3 separate regions of the Mus musculus genome follow, and all the other regions are linked to region 3. A link is a contact called in public Hi-C and promoter capture Hi-C data. All regions are on one chromosome and are shown on one strand. Each heading gives the region's core, a stretch centred on a gene start, on an enhancer-like site or on the middle of the called end of the contact. The rest is flanking DNA. Distances are from core to core; before and after follow the strand shown. Region 1 holds the start of Reck (reversion-inducing-cysteine-rich protein with kazal motifs). Region 2 overlaps Gne (glucosamine (UDP-N-acetyl)-2-epimerase/N-acetylmannosamine kinase). Region 3 holds the start of Glipr2 (GLI pathogenesis-related 2).

Region 1 (2,700 bases), core at 56-2,555, 82 kb after region 3:
GTATTCTTTCGTCCCTTTTCTATTGGTTTCCTTACTAGTTTATAGTTAAATTTAGAATTCAAATAATTAACTAATCCCAGGTTCCTGTCACAATCTTCTTCAAATGCCTTCCTTTAAAATAAATAAATAAATAAATAAATAAAGCATCAACCAAAACTCCTTAATTTTAACTTCTCAGGCTTTCTTGAAAACTTCCTTGAGACTGGGTATGTTTTTCCCCTGAGTGCCTCTCCCTGTAAGCAACACACTCCTCCGTTACTTTTGTTATAAAAATTCCATTCATCTTTCGATGGCTAGTATAGGTAGACACTCGGTTTTTCTCATCTTCTAGGTGAATGTCAACGTTCCTCTGTGCACATGCAGCCCCACCCGCATCTCTCCTCTGAACCTGTCTGCCTGAATTCAAACTGCTTAGCGCTCCTGTCTTCCACCACCTATCAGCCTGAGGTGTCCCGGGAAGCACGAGTTCGTGTCACATCCGAACGCTGAGCAAGCGCAGGAAGGACAATCCTAAGCGGTCAAGCTTTCCATCCATCTCTGGTGCAACTGCTTTAACAGAGCCCTAGAACACACCTCTCTCCCGAAGCCAAGCCGCCACGGGGTGATTTATCGATGTGTAGTCAACCCCCACCCCACCTTACCCCATCCCCCAGCCGGGTCTCAGACCCACGGTGCACCCGCCAGGCAACCTTGTGGACCCTATCAAAGTTCACCGCCACTCAGGCCAAGTCAGTCAAATTAACAAGTGACAACAACTGACTGGGCAGCAGCAGGGGAGCTGCACCTACGTATCCCTTCCGCCCAGCGGTGCTATCCGGAGCCCAGGCACCTCCCTGTTTTCTGACAGGGACCCTGGCCAGGGACCAGGGTCCGGCAGGGCAAGGGGCCCCTGTCTGGGAGGTGACAGAACAAGGCCTCGAACCCCAGTCACCACCCCAGGGTTCGCAAGATCTTCAGGGAGAAGAAGACGAGGGCGGAGAGCGGCCTCCGGGTCGGGCTCCAGCCCGGCGTTCCTGACCGCCGCCCGCGGGTCTGGGGGCACGCGCACCCCGCCCCCGGCTCCGCGCCATCTTGGAGCGCTGAGGCACTCCTCAGGACCGCCCCGATCGTGGCTCCCGCGGCTACTCACCCGCGCTGCCCGGGGCCAGGCCCCCCGTCACCTCCGCGACCCCCGCCGCGGCCAGCAGAAGTAGCAGCGCGCTGCGCGGGGAGGCCCGGACGCTCGCCATGTCCGGGCCGGGTGGGTCCGAAGCCGCGGGATGCTCGGACCCAGCCTGGCCGTAGCAACCCCTGGCACCAGGCCCCGCCCCCGGCGCCTTGGCTCTCTGGTGATTGGCTGCGGCTCGCTGAAGCCCCGCCCCGGCCGCTCAGAGTTTTCAAAACCTCCCGGGGGGCGGCAGCGCGCCCTGGACCCTGGCTCTTTGTTATGGGCCAGCTGTGTGTCGCCTTCGGACTCGGGCTCCCGGGCTGCGGTCTTCAAACGGGAAGTCAGAGGCTGGAGACCCCTGTGGAATGCCTCTGTCCCGTGTCGGGGCACATAGGGGGTGGGGAGCCCGCAGCTCAGGGGCGACTGGCCTGCCGAGATCACTCTGCAGGTCCGTCTGATTTGCAAGGGCTAAGTCAAAGCTGAACTGTAGGGCGTGCACCCCTAGTTGAATCCTCCAGAACACTCTTACTATCCTGTCCAAAGGCTGCCTCGACCTAAAGAAGGCGTGTTACCTGGCCTCCCCTCAAAGCCAAAGGGCTCTGCTGAGGGCACGGATTCACAGGCTGGCTTCGCTGTTAATACCTATTGCACTCAGAGAAAGGGTCAGGGCAGCCTGTATGACTAGACTTAGAGAGCCTTGAAATTCAGAATTGGTTCGAGAGGATTTGGAGATGAATCTTTGAGCAGCTACTCCGGAGAATGTTCCAGAGGACCTAGGAATCAAAGCGAATTCATTGTGGAGAAACGCCCCCCACCCCCCACCCCCCCCTTTTTCCTGGCTACCTGGCCCTTGAACAGATAGCTCGTCCAGTTTAGAGACTTGCTGTTCAGAAGTGAAGCCAATTGCTTATTTCCAGATTCCTCTATTCAGGTCACTAACAGCAGCTTTCTCCTGCGACAGATGGTAACTATGACTGTAATGAAAAGAACAAAGTCTTGACACCCTCCTCGAGTCCAGATTGTACACTACTCCCGACTAGCCCCGTGTCTGTGGGTGAGGACATTTTTACTTCTGAGCCTCCCCCCCACCCCAACCCTCATGCTGGCCTTCTTGATAAGATTAATGAACGTATTGTGTTTATTTACTTATTTTGAAGACAGGATCTCATACAGCTCAGGCTGACCTTGAGTTTACAATGAAGCCAAGGCTGGCCCTGATTTCCTGATCAAGCGCACAGGAACCCAGTCTCATATTGTATTTAGAATGTCTCAGACAGTGCTTGACCCAGTGAATAATTGAGATATCTGAACTCAGGCCATGGGGCTAACTGGCTGAACGTATTTCCCACTCTGCCCCTACTACTTTGTGCTTCTTCAAAACAACAGACTTTCTTTATTAAAAACACTGAGGACAAGCCGGGCGTGGTGGTGCATGCCTTTAATCCCAGCACTTGGGAGGCAGAGGCAGGTGAATTTCTGAGTTCAAGGCCAGCCTGGTCTACAAAGTGAGTTCCAGGACAGTCAGGGCTATACAGAGAAACCCTGTCAACAAA
Region 2 (2,700 bases), core at 124-2,623, 100 kb before region 3:
CGAAGGTCCGAAGTTCAAATCCCAGCAACCACATGGGGGCTCACAACCATCCGTAATGAGATCTGACTCCCTCTTCTGGAGGGTCTGAAGACAGCTACAGTGTACTTACATGTAATAAATAAATAAATAAATAAATCTTTAAAAAAAAATGAAGTTATGACTCAGTAAAATGGAGGGAACTGTCGAGAATTACATAGAGTAAAATAAGCCAGGTTTGGAAAGACAGGTGGCCTGTTTGCTTTCTCATATAGAACATAGATTTGAATTAATATATAAGTATGTATTTGTTATATGCACAGATATGAGAGTAGACAGTAGGCCGAAGAGAGGGGACAGGAGAGGGCCGTAGACTCCGTGTGATGTGAAAGCAGAAGGGACTACGAAGGAGTGGGGGCGGGGGGAGCGAGCGTAAGAACACAGTATAATGATGTTGTGTGTAAAGTGTCATGATGACCCCATTGTTTTCTTGCATACTAACTAAAGAAATCATTTTAAAAGTTAAAAGAAATGTATAGTATACTGCCATGCCAGGCATCCTGGTACCCTGCTTCTTGTTTTATTAATTAATTAATTGTTAAAAAACAAAACAAAACAAAAACCCTGTGTTTTGGAAACTTTCCCCCCTATTAAAATGCCAATTGATTCTTGGAAAAAAAAAGCAGATGAGTAATAAAAAAGTAAAAGGCCTGACCATTATTAAAAGTCAAACTTTGTTCTGCCCTCAAAGAAAATTCCCCCCTCCTGGTGCTGCCCCGGAGCCACACAGCTGAGCGTTCCAGGGAAGGCTTTCTCTTGATCCGAGCGACAGCCACTGGCTTTTTATGTGACAATGTGAATCCTGAATAAATGCAGTTATGGTCTTTGCTCACTATTTACAGCTTATACTTCAAAGTAATTACTTGTTTTAGCAAGAAAAAAGTAAGCAAGTATCTCACTTCAGGGCTAGCATTGTTGCCTTCTTATATAAGAACACGGTGTCCCGTCTTGTTGCTCCTGTTTAGAAACACATACCGCATGATTGAGCAAGATGACTTTGACATTAACACCAGGCTCCACACGATTGTTAGAGGGGAAGATGAAGCGGCCATGGTAGAGTCGGTAGGCCTAGCGCTCGTGAAGCTACCGGACGTCCTCAATCGCCTGAAGCCCGACATCATGATTGTTCACGGAGACCGATTTGACGCCCTTGCTCTGGCTACGTCTGCTGCCTTGATGAACATCCGCATCCTTCACATTGAAGGAGGCGAGGTCAGCGGGACCATTGATGACTCTATCAGACACGCCATAACAAAACTGGCTCACTACCATGTGTGCTGCACTAGAAGTGCAGAGCAGCACCTGATCTCTATGTGCGAGGACCACGACCGCATCCTGTTGGCAGGCTGCCCTTCCTATGACAAACTGCTCTCCGCCAAGAACAAAGACTATATGAGCATCATTCGGATGTGGCTAGGTATGTATTCAAACTTTATTCAGGTTAATGGTTGTTTTGCCACAAAGTATTGGGCATATTTCAATCTCTCTGGAAACACATGGACACAGTATTCTATTAGCAGCCAGAGAGCTAAGACTTTTGCGGCATAGTTCTTGCCTTGCATTGTATATTTACCTCCAAGTTTATCTATAAAGTAGACATGCTGGATTGAATTTTAAAATGTTGTACATGGAGTGCTTTTACTCCTTAGGTATTTTAAATACTTTAGTATTTTAGTAAATGATATTCATACGGGTAGTTCTTAAAAATTAATTTTATTATTGTGTGTGCATTTGCACATGTGTATGTGTTTAAATCATGATGTGCATATATAGAGTCTAAGGACAGCCCTAAGTCAGTGTGTTCTTCCACAGTGTGACCTAGGGGTTGAACTCGGGTCAGCAGACATGAACACTTAACCCGATGGCCTTCTGCTGGTTTTGTCTGTTTGTTTTTCTTTTCTTTCCTTAATTAATTAATTATTTTAATATATATGACTACACTGTCATTATCTTCAGACACACCAGAAATGGGCATCAGATCCCATTACAGATGGTTGTGAGCCACTGTGTGGTTGCTGGGAATTGAACTCAGGACATCTGGAAGAGCTGTCAGAGCTCTTAACTGCTGTGCCATCTCTCCAGCCCTCCCCCACCATCAACATCTTTTTTTCCCTCCTGCATCTACTTCCTTAGTGCTAGGATTGCACACACATGATAGATACCATACCTGTCCGTGGGCACAGCTCTTACTTTGTCAACAAATGGGAAAAAGGACAAGGAGATGGCTCACTGGGTCAGAGGTTTGGCTTACAAGCATGAAGACCTGAGTCGGATCCCTAAGAACGCACATAAAAAAGCCAGCTGTGGTGCTGCACCCTTGTCCTGGCCATCCTGCTTAATTGGTAAGCTTCTGATTTGGTAGGAGAGACTGTCTCAGGAGGAAGGTGGAGTACAGTTGAAGAAGACAGCCAGTGTTGCCCCCTGACCTCCACATGTACACAGGCGTGCACATGTGTACACAGGCGTATAGGTTGGGAGTAAGCTATAACATTGTATAATATGATGTCATTTCTGTACCAGCTAGAAAGTATGTAAACCTAGTTCCTTATATATTCTTTTCCAATGTGAGGTTAGGGTACCTTGACGTTTTCTGCCTTTGATTTTTTATTATAATGGACACTTGTTGTTCTCCCTGTGTGTGTGTGCATGTGATATATGTTCACA
Region 3 (2,700 bases), core at 165-2,664:
ACAAAAGACCACACACCCCATGTATCTCTTGAGTCTAGGTCCTGGAGGATAGACAGCTCCATGAAGGGACTCAGCCATCCTCACCTGAGGCTGACAGCCCACTGACTCCACTGAGTAGTTGTCAACCTGTGGGCTGCGACCCCCTGGGGTTGGTGACTGCCCCCCCCGGGGGGCCACACATCATATAGTATTTATATTCCGAATCATAATATCAAAATTACAGTTATGAAGTAGCAACAATGTAATTTTATGGTGGAAGGCGGGTCGCCAGAAGGTGAGGGACTGAATTAAAGGGTTGTAGCATCAGCAAAGTCGAGAGCCTCTGCTTTAGAGCCTCCCATGAGGCACGGATGATATTCTAATAAATAGGAAGCCTTGATGCCCACGAGGGAGGAAACTGAGGCAAGAAGATCTATTGCCCACCTGTCCCTTATCTATGCAGGAGTGACAACAAATGACACAGGGTGTGGGCTGTCCCTCTGAAGGAGGAGGGAGAGATTATGGATGGGACCCCCTGCTATCACAGGAGTTGAACACAGAAGGATGGGAAGGGTTTCAGGCTGGATGATGGGAGTAGTGAAGACTGGACCGGGACACGGAGGGGAAAGGACCTGAGTGCCTGCCTGCCAGCCAGCGCAGCTGTGTGGCAGAGGGGGTGCTGTCAGTGGCCAGAGAGCCGACAATGGGGTGGAAGGTGACAAAAACAAGGAGCGACAGGAAAACGGCTTTTCAGAAACGTAAACTTTACAGCCACAGGAGTGAGGGTGGGCGGCAGCAGGGCAGAGATCACAGGGGAAGTAGCTCTGCACAGCACCCAGCCTGGCACGGAGGGGCCTCAGGAGGTGAGCGAGAAGGAGACGAAAAGGAGTCTCAGAGCTGCCTTTAGTTGGGTGGAACCAGACTAGTTGCTTCGCAGCCTGGGATGCTGCCACGGTTTGGTGTCTTTTTCCCACTGTAACTTTGTCTTCCTCTGGACAAAGCATAGCCACGCCTAGGCAGGCTCAGCTATCCCCATCAGCGCTTAGAAACCCTCGCTGACGCAATCCCTGGCTCGCAGCCAAAGGGACCCTCCATCTCATTCCCCTCATTCTTTCTCTCCTAGCCGGTGTTCTTACCGCTACCTCCGCGCCACCCACCCCACCCCCTGGTTGAACCAGAAACAGCCGCTCCTCGGAACTTTGCTATGCGCGCTCTCCATCCCGCACCCAGGGATCCCGCATTGCAGCGAGAGTGACAGGGACTTTCCAGGGGCTCCCAGGGGATCATGCTCCAGATGGGGCAGGGTGACGGCGAGGGTCTAGGCGTCATCCCCGCTCCCCGGAGGGCCGTATGGGTGGCTCACCTGATTTGCCCATGGCCTGCTGTGTGCGCTCCTCCGCTCCGCTGCGGCTGCGTTGCGCTGCGCTGGCTAGCGGGGTCCCAGCAGCTGGCCGGGGCCGGGAGGGGCAGGGGCGGCCACAGCCACTCCCCCGGCGCCGCCCGGCCCCGCCTTATAAGGCAAAGGCAGCTGCAGGCGGAGGCGCAGGGGGCCACCCCTAGAATTCATTTGGCCGGGTGGGATTCCGCCGCTGGCTAGGGCGGTCCAGATGTGGATACGAATGCTGATTCTGAGCGTGCCTTGTCTCCTAGAGCAGCAAGTGCGCGCGCAAGACCTAGGGGCGTCCACGCCTTCCCTGTAGTTCCCCACGGTTCCCGCGCGACCGACGCCTGGAGAAGGCCTGGTGAGGTACGGTTCCCTCCGGCGCCACCAGGGGTCGGTAACCTCCCAGACTCAGTCTTTGGCAACACCACCCCCTCCCAGATCCCCAAAGTTCTGCTTCCCCTTCCCAGTGACACCATGCTCCAATCGCAGCTTCTTAGGACCCTGTCCCGCTATGCATCCCCAGGTTGTAACTGAACACTTTCCGGCCCTCCAACTCCAACCGCCCCAGGGTGGTGCCGCTGCCCGACTTGGACCTATCCTCTTGAACCCCACTGCCTTTGAGACCAACCCAAATTCCCCACCTGAGTTTGGATCCAGCACCCCCACATGTTGGCGTCATCTAAACCGAGACCCCCTGGTTAATTCAAAACACATTTTTCTCACCATAAAAAGTTAATGATTCACAGATTACAAGGACACTTTGCCTCCCCCTCCCTGGATACATATATATTTAAAAGATACATTTATTTGGGCCAGACATGGTGGCTCATGCCTTTATTCTTAGCACTTGGGAAACAGAAGCACGCAGATCTCTGTGAGTTAAGATTGGCCTGGTCTAAACAGTGAGACTTTACCTTTGTGCCCTACATAGCCGAGAATGATTTTAAAGTTCTGATCTTCCTGCTTCTACCTCCCTAGTGCTGTGACCACAGACACCCCCAGCAGTACCTATTTCTATGAATTTAAATGTATTTTACTTTTAGGTTATTGTTTGTCAGATGGAGTCTCGGTGTACCTCCCATTGTAGGTCAGGTCTGTACCACCACACCTGGCCAGACCCTGCAGCACGGAGCTCAGATGTATCCAGTAGGTTAGCGCAGAGCTAAATGCACGCCCGCCCACGCCCACCCCCCAGCCATTCCCTCTCTCCATGGCCAGCAAATACACTTCCCACATCCTAGCACTTCCAAGCAGGAGTAGAGTGGATACTGGTACTCATCTGACTTAAACGAGCTTTTAGTGCTGGGTTGGGATTCTGACTCTGTTCAATTCTCTGT

Evidence for each region. Hi-C and Micro-C count contacts between places; a contact is called where the count stands out from the background. Capture Hi-C pulls out chosen DNA fragments and counts their contacts.
Region 1: a contact with region 3 is called in a promoter capture Hi-C map of pancreatic islet. The contact joins the promoter of Reck here to the promoter of Glipr2 in region 3. A contact is called at or near these places in 2 of 484 Hi-C or Micro-C datasets (embryonic stem cells and nephron progenitors), 4 of 115 datasets of contacts at active chromatin or transcription factors (embryonic stem cells and memory CD8 T cells) and 2 of 9 other capture datasets (adipose tissue and pancreatic islet).
Region 2: a Hi-C map of CD4 T cells shows a contact between it and region 3, with 4 times the contacts expected there. The contact joins the enhancer-like site here to the promoter of Glipr2 in region 3. A contact is called at or near these places in 2 of 484 Hi-C or Micro-C datasets (CD4 T cells and nephron progenitors), 1 of 115 datasets of contacts at active chromatin or transcription factors (embryonic stem cells) and 3 of 9 other capture datasets (adipose tissue, liver and pancreatic islet).

The regions. Positions count from the first base shown.
Region 1 is chr4:43,874,135-43,876,834 of GRCm38.p6, reverse strand. It overlaps Reck (reversion-inducing-cysteine-rich protein with kazal motifs), which reads right to left and starts at 1,305. Exons shown (of 21, transcript NM_016678.2): 1 at 1,130-1,305. The coding sequence starts at 1,229.
Region 2 is chr4:44,058,529-44,061,228 of GRCm38.p6, reverse strand. Gne (glucosamine (UDP-N-acetyl)-2-epimerase/N-acetylmannosamine kinase) reads left to right here. Exons shown (of 12, transcript NM_001190414.2): 3 at 1,002-1,453. Among named protein-coding and RNA genes, the nearest start is that of Gne, 13 kb to the left of the region's middle. Within about 2 kb of position 1,373, at least 10 of the 459 cell types and tissues checked have an H3K27ac peak or open chromatin away from gene starts, as enhancers often do.
Region 3 is chr4:43,956,416-43,959,115 of GRCm38.p6, reverse strand. Glipr2 (GLI pathogenesis-related 2) reads right to left here and starts at 1,414. Exons shown (of 5, transcript NM_027450.3): 1 at 1,343-1,414. The coding sequence starts at 1,355. It overlaps Gm30377 (a long non-coding RNA gene), which reads left to right. Exons shown (of 4, transcript XR_881223.2): 2 at 1,630-1,726.